2 separate regions of the Mus musculus genome follow, and region 2 is linked to region 1. The links are chromatin contacts, called in public HiChIP or PLAC-seq maps. All regions are on one chromosome and are shown on one strand. Each heading gives the region's core, a stretch centred on a gene start, on an enhancer-like site or on the middle of the called end of the contact. The rest is flanking DNA. Distances are from core to core; before and after follow the strand shown. Region 1 has its middle 8.7 kb from the start of Gm31845. Region 2 has its middle 26 kb from the start of Ets2.

Region 1 (6,936 bases), core at 2,507-5,006:
CACACATGTACACACACACACATGTACTCCCATGCACACGCACACACATACATGCACACACATGCACACACATGCATGTCACACACATGCTACAGAGAATCTGGTTCACTCCCATGTTCATCTGATGAGTAATTACCATTAATTCCATTACCATGTCAGAACAGGGGAAACAGGCTTGAAGAGTCTGAGTAATACCAAAGTCATATGGCCAATAAACAGCTCACCCCTGAACCATGTTTTAGGAAATCAGATCTCTCTCTCTCTCTTTTTTTCTTCAGTAAATGGAACAATGGTCTCCTGAACAAAGAGGCAGCTCTGCAATGCCCAGTCAGCCCCCACCCTGCACAGAGCCGCTTGCCACCACGGCCGTAACAGAAGTGCATGCTGCCCTCCTCACTCTTCTCCTGTTTACACAAACTTCATTCTGCCATGGTTTTAATAACATCAGTTCTCCGCTAGCATAGTTCAAATGTCAGGCACCATGGTAAACCCACAGAGGCAACAGAGATGGCTCTTTACCCACTTCTGTGACCAAATACCTGACAAGAAGCAAACTAACTCACAGTTAGGAGGTGCAGGCCATCACGGCAGAGAAGGCCTGACAACAAGAGTTGAGATGGGGACGTGCTGTATCTATAGGCTGCATACTGGTTTAAATATGCTTGACCCACTGGAAGTGGTAGTACTAGTTGTGGCCTACTGGAGGGGTGTGGCCTACTGGAGGGGTGTGGCCTACTGGAGGTGTGGCCTACTGCTGGAGGTGGTGTGGTCTACTGGAGTGTGGCCTATTGGAGGGGGTGTGGCCTACTGGAGGAGGTGTGGCTCTGTTAGAGGAAGTGCATCATTGTGGAGGCAGGACTTTGAGGTCTTTATATTTGTGCATGCAGTGCATGCAGTGCATGCAGTGTGTGCATGTATGAGTGTGAAAGTCTGGCCAGTGTGAAAATGTCCCCTTGTACTGCCTGTCGGTAGACGTAGAATTCTCACCTCCTCCAGCACCATGTCTGTCTGCACACTGCCATGCTTCCCACCATGATGATAATGGACTGAACCTCTGAAACTGTAAGCCATAAGCCAGCCCTAATTAAATGTTTGCCTTTATAAGAGTTGCTTTGGTCATGGTGTCTCTTCACAGCAATAAAACTCTAAGACAAACAGAAAGCAGTGACCATCTATCCTGTCTTGGACCATGCTATGCTGTCTAAGTTTGATTTTTCTTAGCTATGGTAAAACTGTGACCAAAACTTGGGGAGGAAGGGATTCATTTGGCTTAGAGGCCGAAGTCCATCACTGAGCAAATCCAAGACAGGAACTCAAGGCAGGAACCGAAGCAGACACTATGGAGGAATGCGGTTCATGGCTTACTTTCCCATGTCTCGCTTAACTTGCTTTTTCTTACACAACCCGGGCCACCTGCCCAGGTTGGCATCACCCTCAGTGGGCTGGAACCTTCCCAATATCAATCATTAATCAAGAAAACACCCACAGGCCTGTCTAATAGAAATAGTTTTTCAATTGAGCTTTTCTCTTCCCAGGTGTATCAAGTTATCAACTAAAGCTAATGGTGTCTGTCAGCTTCTGGAATGGTGTTAGCTGCAGTTAAGTGGATCTCCCCACCTCAGTGAACTTAATCTATAGGCTCCCCCATGGACACACCCAGAGGTTGGTCTTTACCATGATTCTGTATCCTGTCAAGTTGACAATCAACATCTACCATCAGGGACCCCCAAGGGGCTGACGGAACATGGCTTCTTAGCACACATGAATGTGTTTGTGGTGACACCAATGTCCCTCAGACTCAGCAAAAAGTCTCTCAAAGGGACCACCTGGAGATAGTTCACAACATCAGAAGTTCACAGCAGGGGCCTGGAGACGCTCAGCTGCTCTGAGCACTTGCTGCTCACGCAGAGGACCTGAGTTTGGGTCCCAGCTCCTACACCATGGCTCACAACTGTCTGTATCTCCAGTTCCAGGGAATCTGATGCCCCCTTATGGCCTCTGTGGGTACTGCATGTACCTAGTACACACATTCAGGCAAATTTTCATACACATAAAATAAAAATAAACCTTTTTGTAAGTACAAAAGAGACAAATGTTGGAGACCGAGCCAAACCTCAGAAAGAGTACCATTCCGATGCCAAGGACAAATGTGTGCTCAAAGCTTTATATATACATATATGGGGGCGGGGGGGTGGTGGAAGAACACTACACAGACTGCTTGGTAAATTCTATGCAGAGAAACAATACCTTAGTCATCAGTGTTTCTGACTGTCTATCATCTGAGACAGGGTCTCAAGTATCCCAAGATGGCTTCACATTCACTGTGTAGCTGAAGATGACCCTGAGTTCCTGACTCCCACCACCCCACCCCCGTACCTTCACTTCCCAAGTGCTGGTGTGACAGGTCTATGCCTCCCAGCATGCCCAGCAGGTCTCCTTGTTGGTAATGCTTCAGACTGAATCAAATACTACTTCATAAGTCTCAGGTTCCAGGCCCACCTTGATGCTTACAGTGGAACACCCTTGGGACCTTTGAAACACTTGTTTGGCTACAAATTTTAAAATAAAATAAACAAAAATGTCTTTAACTGGGTGATGTCAGCAGATCGTGGGCCCATCGCTTAGGGGACAGCGCCTTCCCTGACTCTCTCCTGACTCACCATGAGGGACCAGAATAAATAATCTCTCTTCATAGACAATTGGCAGCCTCTCATTCCCCAACCACACTTTCCGGTTCTCAATCCTTGGCCTAGGGTTTGATTCTACTCAGTGTAACTTGCTGTAACCCATTTCTCTCTAAGTTAGCACAGGGGTGAGTAAGGGCCTCTCTTTGTTCAACACATGGCAGCTTTCCCCCTTAGGGAGCTACCTTCCGCATGTGTCTGTGTCCTGAAGTCTCTTCATCAAGGCATGGTCTTCTTGCACTAGGGCCTGCTCCTGATAGCCTCTCCTTGTCCTAATTACCTCTGTAAAGAATTTAGATCTCCAAGCCCTCTCATGTTCTGAGGTGCCTGGGCAATTCCCTGCCTCACCAGCAGGGGGTGCCGTTTCACAGAGGCCTTGACTACCTGGACAACCGACCACACCCAGGGCTCACACACAGGCCTAGCCACAGGTCTGCTATTTCTATCTCTGGGGAAGTGAACTGAGTTTGCTGCTGTTCATGGCAGGACTGTAAACATGGCTGTCTTCCAAGTGAGGAGCATTAAGGAGGGACAATGAGCTGAGCCACGGGACAGCAGGCCTAGGACCTGCAAGCAGTCCACTACCTCTCAGGTGATGGAACCAGTCTTTGCCTGTATTGCTGTAACTATGACATCAGAGAAAAGGGAGGTTGGTTTTATTAAAAGTGAAGTGTCTCACAACACACAGATCTTCCGCCTTTCGTTCTGGTCTGAACCTCCTCTGCTCTGTCTCTGTCTCTCTGTCTCTCTGTCTCTCTCTCTCTGTCTCTCTCTCTCTCTGTCTCTCTCTCTCTCTCTGTCTCTCTGTCTCTCCCTCCAACCCCCTTGATTCTAAGTCCTTTTAACACGATTCTTAGCTTATCATTTACTTGTTCTAACAGGGAGACTGGGCTAAATTTGTTTAGACACGTTCTATAGCATTGAACACAGAGAGGGTAAATGCGTCGGGTTTCTGAGCCCAGAGAACATTCCGTTCCCTTGCTTGGGTTTACAATCCAACGTGCTTTACGTTAGGAGACAAGCTATGGCTTGTAAAATGAATGCGGAAATCGCGTCGAGCGCGAGGCGGGCGCCCGGTGATGATTATGCAATCGGAGAAGCCTCTGCCAGGAAGGGCTGGAGCTGAGTGATCCGTTCTTAGTTGTTCTGGGGCAAAATTAAAATGCCTCTGTTTCCTGGATAGTGTTTGGGGGCAGGCAGACCCTGTCCTCGCCTCTGCATGCAACACCCTAAGTTGGTGTCACCTGGAGATTACTGTGACATACAGTATAGGACCTCAGGGCTAAAAAACAAAATATTTCATCGGTTGGTGTTTTGTTCAGATTTTTAAAACACATGCTAAAAGCCTAAAACTTAGAATTATACTATTTTTGCCTACAAAATTATCACTTTTAAAAAGTGTCCGATAATTCTTTTGAGCCCCACCTGTAGTTTTAGAGCATTTTGATGATGTCCCCTAGGCTGTCTCTGTCTCGTTTGGATACCCCAATCTCTTCGAGCACTGATTGTAGCTCTAGTATGTTTAAGGACGGCCTTTTGGAATGATGATATTTAAAGTATCGTGTATATTACGCTTGTGTGTGCACGTGGAGTGGGGCACACCCGTGGCAGTATGAGGACAGAGCTGTGTAGCCAATCTTCTTCCATCTTCTCATCCAGCAAGACCTCCCCACAGCTGCCTTCTTCCTGCTGCTGCACGGGTCCCTCTTCTGCTGTGTGGATGGAGGTGTTTGCAAATGTTCTTAGCACCCCTGGGGGAAGCCATTGGGCACTAGGCATTCGTGTGCCTATACTGTCTCTCCAGGAGCAGGCCCCTCTGGCCTTACCTGGCTTATTTACGCCACCATACGACCACTCCACGGATCTGATTTATTGTGCTTTCCCCTTGATAAGAAAGTTAGGTCTGTGGGAACAGGAATGACCTAATCTCCCTCATGTCTGTCTCTGAGCTTCTAGAAAGATATTGTAGGTGCTCAGAAGGCATCACGGCTCTGCATGGCAGGAAAAGCAAGGACAGCAGGAGCTGCAACATAACCCGAGGGATGGAAAGGTCTTTTTTTAATGCAATAAATGCATGTGTAAAGAAAAATGACACCCTGGTGTAAGACAATATTCCATTGCTGTTAGAGGCTCTTGAGGCCCCAGGAATTACTTAGACCAGCAATTGGGAACCACTGATAGAAGAGAGTCTCACCCCTCAGGTGGGCCCAACACTGCTCATCTTCCCCTGCTCACAGTGACTGATATGAGTGATAGCTCGTTACCCACCACAGGGCTGAGGAGATGCCAGATACCTGTGAGTGCAGACGGCTTGACCTAGGCAGGACCACACACAAGCATCCTTGCTACTGCAATCAGACAATGGCAACCCTAGAGTAGAGGACAGCTCAGCCCGCAGCTTCTGCCATCACTGTGAGCTTGGCAGGCTCTCGCCACCACCAGCAGAGCAGAGCAGCCCCTGGCATCTGCTCCTATGCACAATAAAACCCCAAGCAAGCATGGCCTCTGTGCAAACCTGCCACAGTCCACGGCTGTGTGCTGGCTGTGACTCAAGGAGCACAGACCCTCTGCCTTCTAACCCTGGGGACTGGAACCTTTGCATTTGTCATTATAAAAACAGAAACACTGGGCTGCCATGATGGCGCACAACTGTAATCCTAGCACATGGGGGGGACAGGGGGCAGAGGCAGGAGGATGGCCTGATATAGCTGTGTTAACTCACTGGCTAGGGAGGGAGGGGAAAAGGAAGGAGGACACAGAGAGGGAGGAGGTAAGGAGGGGGACAGGGAAGAGGGAGGGAGAGGGGGAAGGAAGGAGAAAGGGTGGGAGGAGGGAAGGAGGGAAAAAGGAAGGGAGGGAGAAAAGGAGGGAGGGAGGGAGGGAGGAGGTATAAACCTTAGACACTTGCTGAGGTTATCTAAGCCTGCTCCCTGTCCTCAAACTCTTAAATGTCCCCAGGATCCAAAAACTATGGTTTGACACAATTAGAATGTTGTGCTGGCTAACTTCCATGTCAACCCGACACATAGAGTCATTTTGAGAGAACAGAACCCTGATAGAGAAAATGCCTCCTTAAGGTTGCTGTAGGCAACCCTGCACGGCATTTTCTTAATTACTGATTGATGGGAGAGGGACCAGCTCATTGTGGGTGGGGTCATCCCCGGGCTGGTGGTCCTGGATCCTACAAGAAGGCAGGTGAGCAAGTGACAAGGAGCAGCAAGTCACAAGTCAGCAGTTCCCCTGCGCGACCTCTGCGTCAGCTCCTGTCTCCAGGTTCCTGTCCTGTTTGACCTCCCGTTCTGATTTCCTTCCTTCAGGGATGCGGAAGCATAAGCCAGATAAGCCCTCTCCTCCCCAAGTGGCTTTGGTCCTGGTGTTTCATGGAAGCAATAGAAATGTGAACCAAGACAAATACATTCTTTGTAACTACTTTTATTGCAAAACAACTTTATAAACCAGAAACCTGCTGCTTGATGAATGCCACGCCTTCCATCTTCCTGGTCTTGAGTTTTCCCCGCCTACACGGCGCTTTCTGAACACAGCAGCTTACAGCTAACGTTTTTTTTATTTTCTAAAATCTGTGAAAGTGGATTCCTAGCACACATTTTCTTGTGTTTCTGCTTCACTTCGAGCCATTCTGAGAGCCGCTCATGGTCATGGAAACATGGTAACCTTATCAGGTGAAATCACGTTTTCACAAACCCACTCCACTGCTGATGGATGGTTGCTGCCATCAGTCATGCTGCTGGGTAGTCCTCTGGTAAACACAGACGCTCTCTCCTGCTGGTGTCTACTTAGTGATGGAGTTGCTGAGAATGTGGGCATGGGTGTCCCTTCACCACCAGGCATGAGAGTTGTCCTGAGTTTCCGGCGAGCATCCCCTGGCAAGCCATGACGGGTGCTGTTCACCCTCCGTACTGAGACTTTCTCCTGAATAAGTGCTGAGTTTTATAAAGTGCTTTCCCTCCGTCTACTAAAAATATCATCTTATTTTTCTTTTGCTCATATGGTGAATTTACACTGGCTGACCTTCCAAACATTTACCAAACAGCTATGGTTTGGATGTTGAGTGTCCCCTAGAGTCGCACTGTTGAGCCTAGTTCTGGCCATGATGGTCAAGCATACTCAGGAACCAATAAGAGGGCTCTAGGGGCAGAGCCAGCTCTATCTACTTCAGCAAAATCTCTTAAGACTGCAAAGGTGACCTCCTGAGGAAGGATCAGTCAAGGTACCAAGGCTACCTGCTGCTCTC
Region 2 (6,936 bases), core at 2,847-5,346, 69 kb after region 1:
TCCCAGCAGCAAGGCTGAACTCGAACCTATGTCTCTCCTTCTACCATGTGGGACCTGGAGATCAAACTCATATCGTCAAGCTTAGCAGCAAGGGCTCTTATCCACTGATCCATCTCGCCAGCCTCTCATACTTTTCTTAACTCGAGACTGAGCCTCTGCTGAGCTGAGGAGTGTGGGTAGCCTCTCCATGGTGGGGAAATAGTAAAGTTAAAACAAGGGGCAGTGGTGCACATCTTGTAATCTTAAGGTTGTCAGAAGTTCAAGGCTATCTTACTCTACATATGAAGTTCCAGGCTTGCCAGAGCTACATAATGAGAAAACCAGCAAGACAGGGAGGAAGTTAATTCAGTCCCTTTGTGCTTATATCTCTTCTTGGCCTGTTGGCATAAAAGACATATTGATCAACTGGATTAAAAAGAAGACTCAGAGATAATCCCACACACTTACAGACACATGATTTTTCATAAAGAAGTCAAACAGATACACTGGAGAAAAGACAGCATCTTCAACAAATAGTCTTGGCCAAACTGAATAGCTGTATGTAGAATATAAATAGATCCATATCTATCACCCTCTACAAAACTCAACATATCGGAACGTCAACCTAAGACCAGGATTCCTGAATCTCATAAAAGAAAAATGAAGGAATGGGCTTGAACTCATGGGCACAGGAAAAGAATTTCTGAACAGGATATTGATAGCATTAAAACCCAATCAATAAATGGGACTTCATAAAGCTGAGAACCTTCGTATGGAAAAGGATACCACCAGGCAAAGCAAGACCCTACAGAATAGGAAAAGACCTTTGCCAGTTAATTATACACCTGATAGAAGTTTAGTGCCTAACATATACCAAGTACTAAAAAAAAAAATAATCAACAAAACAAACATCTTGGTCAAAACGGAATACAGAACTAAGCAGAGAGTTCTCAAACGAAGAAACACACAAATGGATGAGGAAGGCTAAAGAAATGTCCAACATCCTTAGCCATCTGAGAAGTGCAAACTTAAAACTACCTTGAGATTTCATTTACCCCAGTCAGAATGGCCAAGACCAGTAAAACAATTGACAGCATATGCTGGCAAAGATGGGGGGAGGGGAGGCTTATTCATTGTATAACCACTATGAAAATCAGTGCTGGAGGCTCCTCAAAAAGCTGAAAATCAATCGAACACAGTATGCAGCTATATTACTCTTGGCCACATACCCAAAATACTCTCTATCTTACTATAGAGATCCTCACTCATCTGTGTTTGTTGCTGCACTATTCGTAATAGCTGGAGACTGGAAACAACCTAGCTGTGCACCTCCTAATAAATAATAATGAAAATCTAGACTATTATATAATGAAATATTTTGCAACTGTTAATAAAAATGAAATTATGAAAAGTTCAGGCAAATGAGTAGAGCTAGAAAAAAAAAATCATCCTGGGTGAGGAAACCCAGAGGAAGACAAATTTTGCTTATTTCCTCTTATGTATGGATGCCATCTCTTAAGCTTTAGATATGTGTGCTTCAAATATCCATCGAGGTAGATAATAAGGGACTGGGGGCGGGATCTTCCAAGGAAGGGGAAAGAGACTGTAGTGCTATAAAGAGATACAGAAAACAATATTAGGAGGGTGAAATATGGAGGGGGGGGGGAGAAGGATGGATGAGAGAGTTGGGGGAGGGGTAACTAACACCAAAGGACTTCTGAAAAGTAATACAGAAACCTACTCTAAAAGCTTCCTAAAGTATACACATATATGAAAGGAATGTAAATGGAGTCACTGTGTAAGGGGCAAGACAATGCCTCAACTGCACATCCTATACTACTAAGTATAATCTCCAGCATCAGGAATGCCTTACATCACTGGAGAGAGCAGTCCATAAACAGGTCTGCCCTCACCCCCAATACCACAGGCTGTTGCAAATGCTATTGGTTGCTATCCACACATGATGGTAAGGCCCTATCGCTGAAGACACAGCTTACGTATGCCATCAACCATGAAGAAACTGAGATGCTGCCCAACTAGAGGCTTCACCAGGTCTGACCAGCAGACACAGTACCCGGAAGTTACTCTGTGCTCTACCAGAGGGGGAAAGCAGTCATCAGAACCAACCCTCAGCCTACAGCAATCAGGCGCTTGTCTGATAGACTGGTGCAGGTGTGGCACAAAGGTTATGGTAATAACCAAGCATTTTTTTTTTTTTTGCCAGATTTAAGACCTACTCCATGAGACAGAACATATAGGTGACTCTGAGGTTATATAGGTCATGGGCCTAGGAAAAGATCAATTACTGTTACTCTTCTAAAGGACATTAGCAATAAAATGTAGCTTAATGCTATACTCCTATGCCCACAGATGAAAGCATCTCTCAGCCCCTACCAGAGAAGCTTCTTGCAATAGATGAGAATTGACACAGAGACCCACAGCTAGATAACGTGCAGAGAAGATGTCTTTATCAAGCCCTGCCAGACCTCATCAAGGCTCAGGGACCTTTATGAAAGTGGAGGGGAAAGATTGGAAGAGCCAGAGGTATCAGATATAAAAGGATTGATAAAATAATAATAATAATAATAATAATAATAATAATAATAATAATAATAATAATAACTCACAGAGACTACAGTAGCATACCAAGACCTGCACAGGTTCAAACCAGACAAAATCTCAGCATGGAGGAAGGGAAGTGGACACAAAGTATCACCCCTAACTAAGAAACTATTTGCAATGGATACTTTCTGGTAGAAGGAAAAATCCATTGTCTCAAATGGCTATCCCTGGGAATACCACACTCCAAGGCAGGTCCCATGCCCAGGAGTAGTTAGCTAACACAAAACCAACTCCAGAAGTTTTGTTTGGGGGAAGGGGTCCGGCACACTATTGTTTTGTTTTGTTTGGACATTTTTTTTTGTCCTATTGACTTTTTTTTTTTAGGTTTATGTTTTAATTTTCAGTTTTTGGGTTTTGTTTTTGCCTTGAGAGACGCAAAGAACATGCAGTTGGGAAGGGATGGAAGTAGGAAGGATCTGAGAAGAATTTAAACAAGGGGAAAATATATGATCAAAATATACTGTATAATTTTTAAAATAAAATGTTATTTATTGGTGATGGCATTCCTTCTAGGCTCCACCCCACAGTTACCTGGCAACAGCCAGGTGTGCCTGACTCACTATAAAAGGGGCTGCTTGGCCCCTCCTCACTCTCTTCTTTCTTCTTCTCTTGCTCTCTTACCCTCTTCTTCCTCTGTTCCTTCTCTCCCCACTCTCTCCACTCCTCATGGCTAGCCTCTCCTCTCCTCTCCTCTCCTCTCCACTCCACTCCTCTCCTTTCCTCTCCTCTCCCCTCCCCTCCCCTCCCCTCCCCTCCCCTCCCCTCCCTTCCCCTCCCCTCCTCTCCTCTCCTCTCTTCCCCTCTTCTTCTTCTCCTTCTCCTTCTCCTCTTCCTCCTCTTCCTCCTCCTCCTCTTCCTCACCCTCCTTCTTCTTCTGTCTCTCTCTCTCCCTCCCTCCTTCCCTCCCTCCCTCCTTCCCTCCCTCCCTCCCTCCCTCCCTCCCTCCCTCCCTCCCCCAACTCCCCTCCTCATGCCCCAAATAAGCTCTATTATATACTATACTCATCCTGTGGCTGGTCCCTCAGGGGGAAGGGATGCCTCAGCATGGGCACTCAGAGGCACCCCCTTCCCCTGTACCATACCACTCATCCACCAAACATGCCTGGCTTCTCTCTCTCTCTCTCTCTCTCTCTCTCTCTCTCTCTCTCTCTCTCTCTCTCTCTCTAACACAACAGTTGTTATTTTTAAAAAGGAATCATCAACACTACTGCAGATGTCACACTAGGGCTCCTTCAGGCTCCCAGTTCCTCTATCCACAGCCCTTGGTTTGCATTTCAAATTACCCATGACCTTCAGATCTCTTCATCTGGGCCAGATGCTGATCTGTCAGCTCTCTCAGAGCAATACAGAAGGGTGAGACCCAAAAGCTTAGCCGGGGAAACCCCCGGTTATGAAAGCATGTTGTAACTCTTGGGCGGAGCTCAGTCATGTGAGTCCTGCCTGAAATATGACACTTGGGAAAGTCCATTTTTGGGCATAGCTGGTGTGATGACATCGTTGCAACTGGAACTGACATGGTTTTTGTTCTAGGCGCTATGAGTAACTGTCCCCTCCCTGTCTCCCGAAGCCATGTTCAGGTGGCACAATGGTTCAGGATTGCCAAAGCCAGTTCCCACAAGCTGTCTCCATGTGTCCAACTCTAATCTCTTCAGATGTAGAGCCAGGGTTCAGCATGTGATCACGTGGCACAGCACATCAGAAGCACGGGTTCGTGCAGTCCAGTGGACCAGAGAGAGGCAGGCTGGCTGGAAGACAGAACACGGAGGCTAAAAAAAAAAGCACATGAGACTTGGACTCTGAATAGAAAAGAACTACATGTTGGCTGTGGTCACCTTCACATGAACCTGGTGCTGAGAAATACCACCCACTTTGGGGTTGGATGCGGCTGTCCATATCATAAAGTAAGCACATAATTAATGGCTGCAACAGCCAGCACCATTTTCAAAGTTCACTTTCATCTGCCATTCCATTTATTCCTTGAGAGGTTGGTTTTACTACTCCCATTTTGCAGATGTGGGAATTGAGGCTTAGAGAGATAAAACTCCTGCACCAGAGGGGCTGGATCCTGATCCATCAGTGTAGCTCCTGACTTGCTATGCCTGATGTGTATGGGAGCTAAGACTTCAGTCCTTGGAACGTGCACATGATATATACATGTGAGCACACACCAAATGCACACACATGCACACACATGAGAAAACACCCTGCTGCTTTCACATTAGCTGTTTCTTTTAGTCCACCCTCCCACATCTTGTAAGCATTAACTCCGTGGGGCTGGCATCCAGGGCCACACATTGGCAGCATTTATTTTATTATTGCTCTGCAAGCTGTTGTGTGACGTGAGGATGTCACCAGTTTTGTTCCTTTTGGGAAAATAAGCATCATCCACCCCCAGCTCCTTCCCTGCTGTGTGGACATAGACACGGCGTCCGTGCATCATCTACCCTGCCTGGCTCTTCACCCCAGCCTCCACTTGCTGCACAGGAAAGTGGTGCTCCTGTGTCCACATTCTCCTGTTCATAAGATAACAGCAGCCTACCTTAGTGCACCACGGAGACCTAATCCTAATCCAGGTGCCTCTGTAAAGTCTCTGCTGTCTCTGAACCCAGCCCCACCTTGAGGTTCTAGGGCTGGAAGTGAATGGACGACTCTGAGAGAAATCTGAGAGGGTTCTTCAACTCATGTCCTCAACACTGATCAGATTCATGATAGCTTCAGTACCCTGAGTGGTATCTGTGCTCTTGGAACTATCTTAAGCGTTAAAAATATTACAGACACAGAGAGAGGCTCTTACTATAAAGAGTAAACAAGGGGTGAGATTTATATCGCCAAGGGTAGAGACAAAGTAAAATCAGATCAAATGCTCAAATGAAGAGAGGATTGAAATGCAGCCTAGTGGTAGAGCACTTATCTGAGCTTGTGCAAGCCTCTGGGTCCCAAACTAGCACAGGGAAGGAAGAAAAGGAGGAGAAAAAGGAGGAGGGAGGGGGAGAGGGGGGAGGGAGGGGAAAGGGGGGAGGGGAAGGCAGGGAGAGGGAAGAAAAGGAAGGGGGGATGGAGGAGAGGAGAGGGCAAGGAAAGGGAACAAATAGGACTGGGGGAAGGAAGAGGAGGGTGAGGAGGGGGAAGAGAGGGAAGGGGAAAGGAGGGGGAGAGAAGGGGGGAGGAGAAGGTAGACTGGAAGGGAGGGAGAAGGAGGAGAGGAAGGGCCAGATAAAAAGAACAGTTTTTATTTTAAGATTAATTTTATGTTTTACCTGCATGCATGCATGTATACCATGTGTATGCCTAGTGCCCTGGAAAGAAGAGCAACTCGAGTCCCCTGGAGTTACACATGACTTAGAGATGCTGTGTGGGTTCTGGGAACAGAACCCAGGTCCTCTGCAAAGGCAGTGCACGGTCTTAGCTCCTAAGCCATCTCTCTAGCATCAAGAATGGTAGAATATTTTTTTTAAGAGGACATAGACAACTGGTAAATAGGAAACAATACAGCATTAGCAACTCAGATATATCTAAACATTAGGCAAACATGGGCAGAGGAATCCCCCAAAAGGAGTCATCCCTGTGACCCTCACAGGAGGATCAGAGGGGACTTCACTAAGAATGAGCTTTGCTGCCTCACCAGCCTTGGGTGAGCCGAGTCTGACAGAGAACACCCCTGCTAGGGCCTGCTAGAGTTTGGGTGGACGGTGCCTGGGAATGACTGTGTCCCCTGCACTGAGCTGTTTCCACATTCCCAGTATACTCCAAGGACCGTGCTGCTGGTAACTGTGTCTTAAGAGGAACACAGCTAGGGACACTGGCTGTCCTCCTGTCTTTCAGCCCAAGAGAGGGCTGGCCCTGGTAACTAGGTACCTGCTTGCCTTAGAGATGGAATATTCTACAGGGTTCTGAGCAGGTGGCTGGTCTGGAGAGTTCCAGTTAAAGGAAGCAGAGATGTGGAGCCTCTGAATTTAGGAGGCCTGTGGCCATAAAATGTCTCTTCTGTGCTCTTAGAGTGACTGTGAGTGATCCTGTGAGTGGTGATGGCTCAGGCATTTTCCCACAGCAACTGTCTCTCCTGTATCCCAGAATATCTGTGGGTGATGATACTGATGACCATTGGGCCAGGGTTGTACAGCTGAGAAGGAAGAGGAGGAGGAGAAAGAAGAGGAGGAGGAGGAGGAAGAAGAAAAGGAAAAGGAGGAAGAGAAAGAGGAGAAGGAGGAGGAGGAGGAGGAGGAGAAGGAGGAGGAGAAGGAGGAGAAGGAGGAGGAGGAGGAGGAGGAGAAGGAGGAGGAGGAGAAGGAGGAGGAGAAGGAGGAGGAGAAGGAGGAGGAGGATGAGGAGAAGGAG

What was found. HiChIP or PLAC-seq counts read pairs in DNA pulled down with a chosen protein or histone mark.
Region 2: a contact with region 1 is called in an H3K27ac HiChIP or PLAC-seq map of hepatocytes, with 5 times the contacts expected there. The contact joins two enhancer-like sites. A contact is called at or near these places in 6 of 484 Hi-C or Micro-C datasets (the CH12 cell line, liver, nephron progenitors and 2 more), 5 of 115 datasets of contacts at active chromatin or transcription factors (embryonic stem cells, hepatocytes, kidney and 2 more) and 1 of 9 other capture datasets (liver).

Annotation. Positions count from the first base shown.
Region 1 is chr16:95,655,960-95,662,895 of GRCm38.p6, forward strand. No RefSeq gene overlaps it. Among named protein-coding and RNA genes, the nearest start is that of Gm31845, 8.7 kb to the right of the region's middle. Within about 2 kb of position 3,757, at least 68 of the 459 cell types and tissues checked have an H3K27ac peak or open chromatin away from gene starts, as enhancers often do. A contact at or near this core is called in the CH12 cell line, hepatocytes and pancreatic cancer cells, where this site is marked.
Region 2 is chr16:95,725,000-95,731,935 of GRCm38.p6, forward strand. No RefSeq gene overlaps it. Among named protein-coding and RNA genes, the nearest start is that of Ets2, 26 kb to the left of the region's middle. Within about 2 kb of position 4,097, at least 179 of the 459 cell types and tissues checked have an H3K27ac peak or open chromatin away from gene starts, as enhancers often do. A contact at or near this core is called in the CH12 cell line, hepatocytes and pancreatic cancer cells, where this site is marked.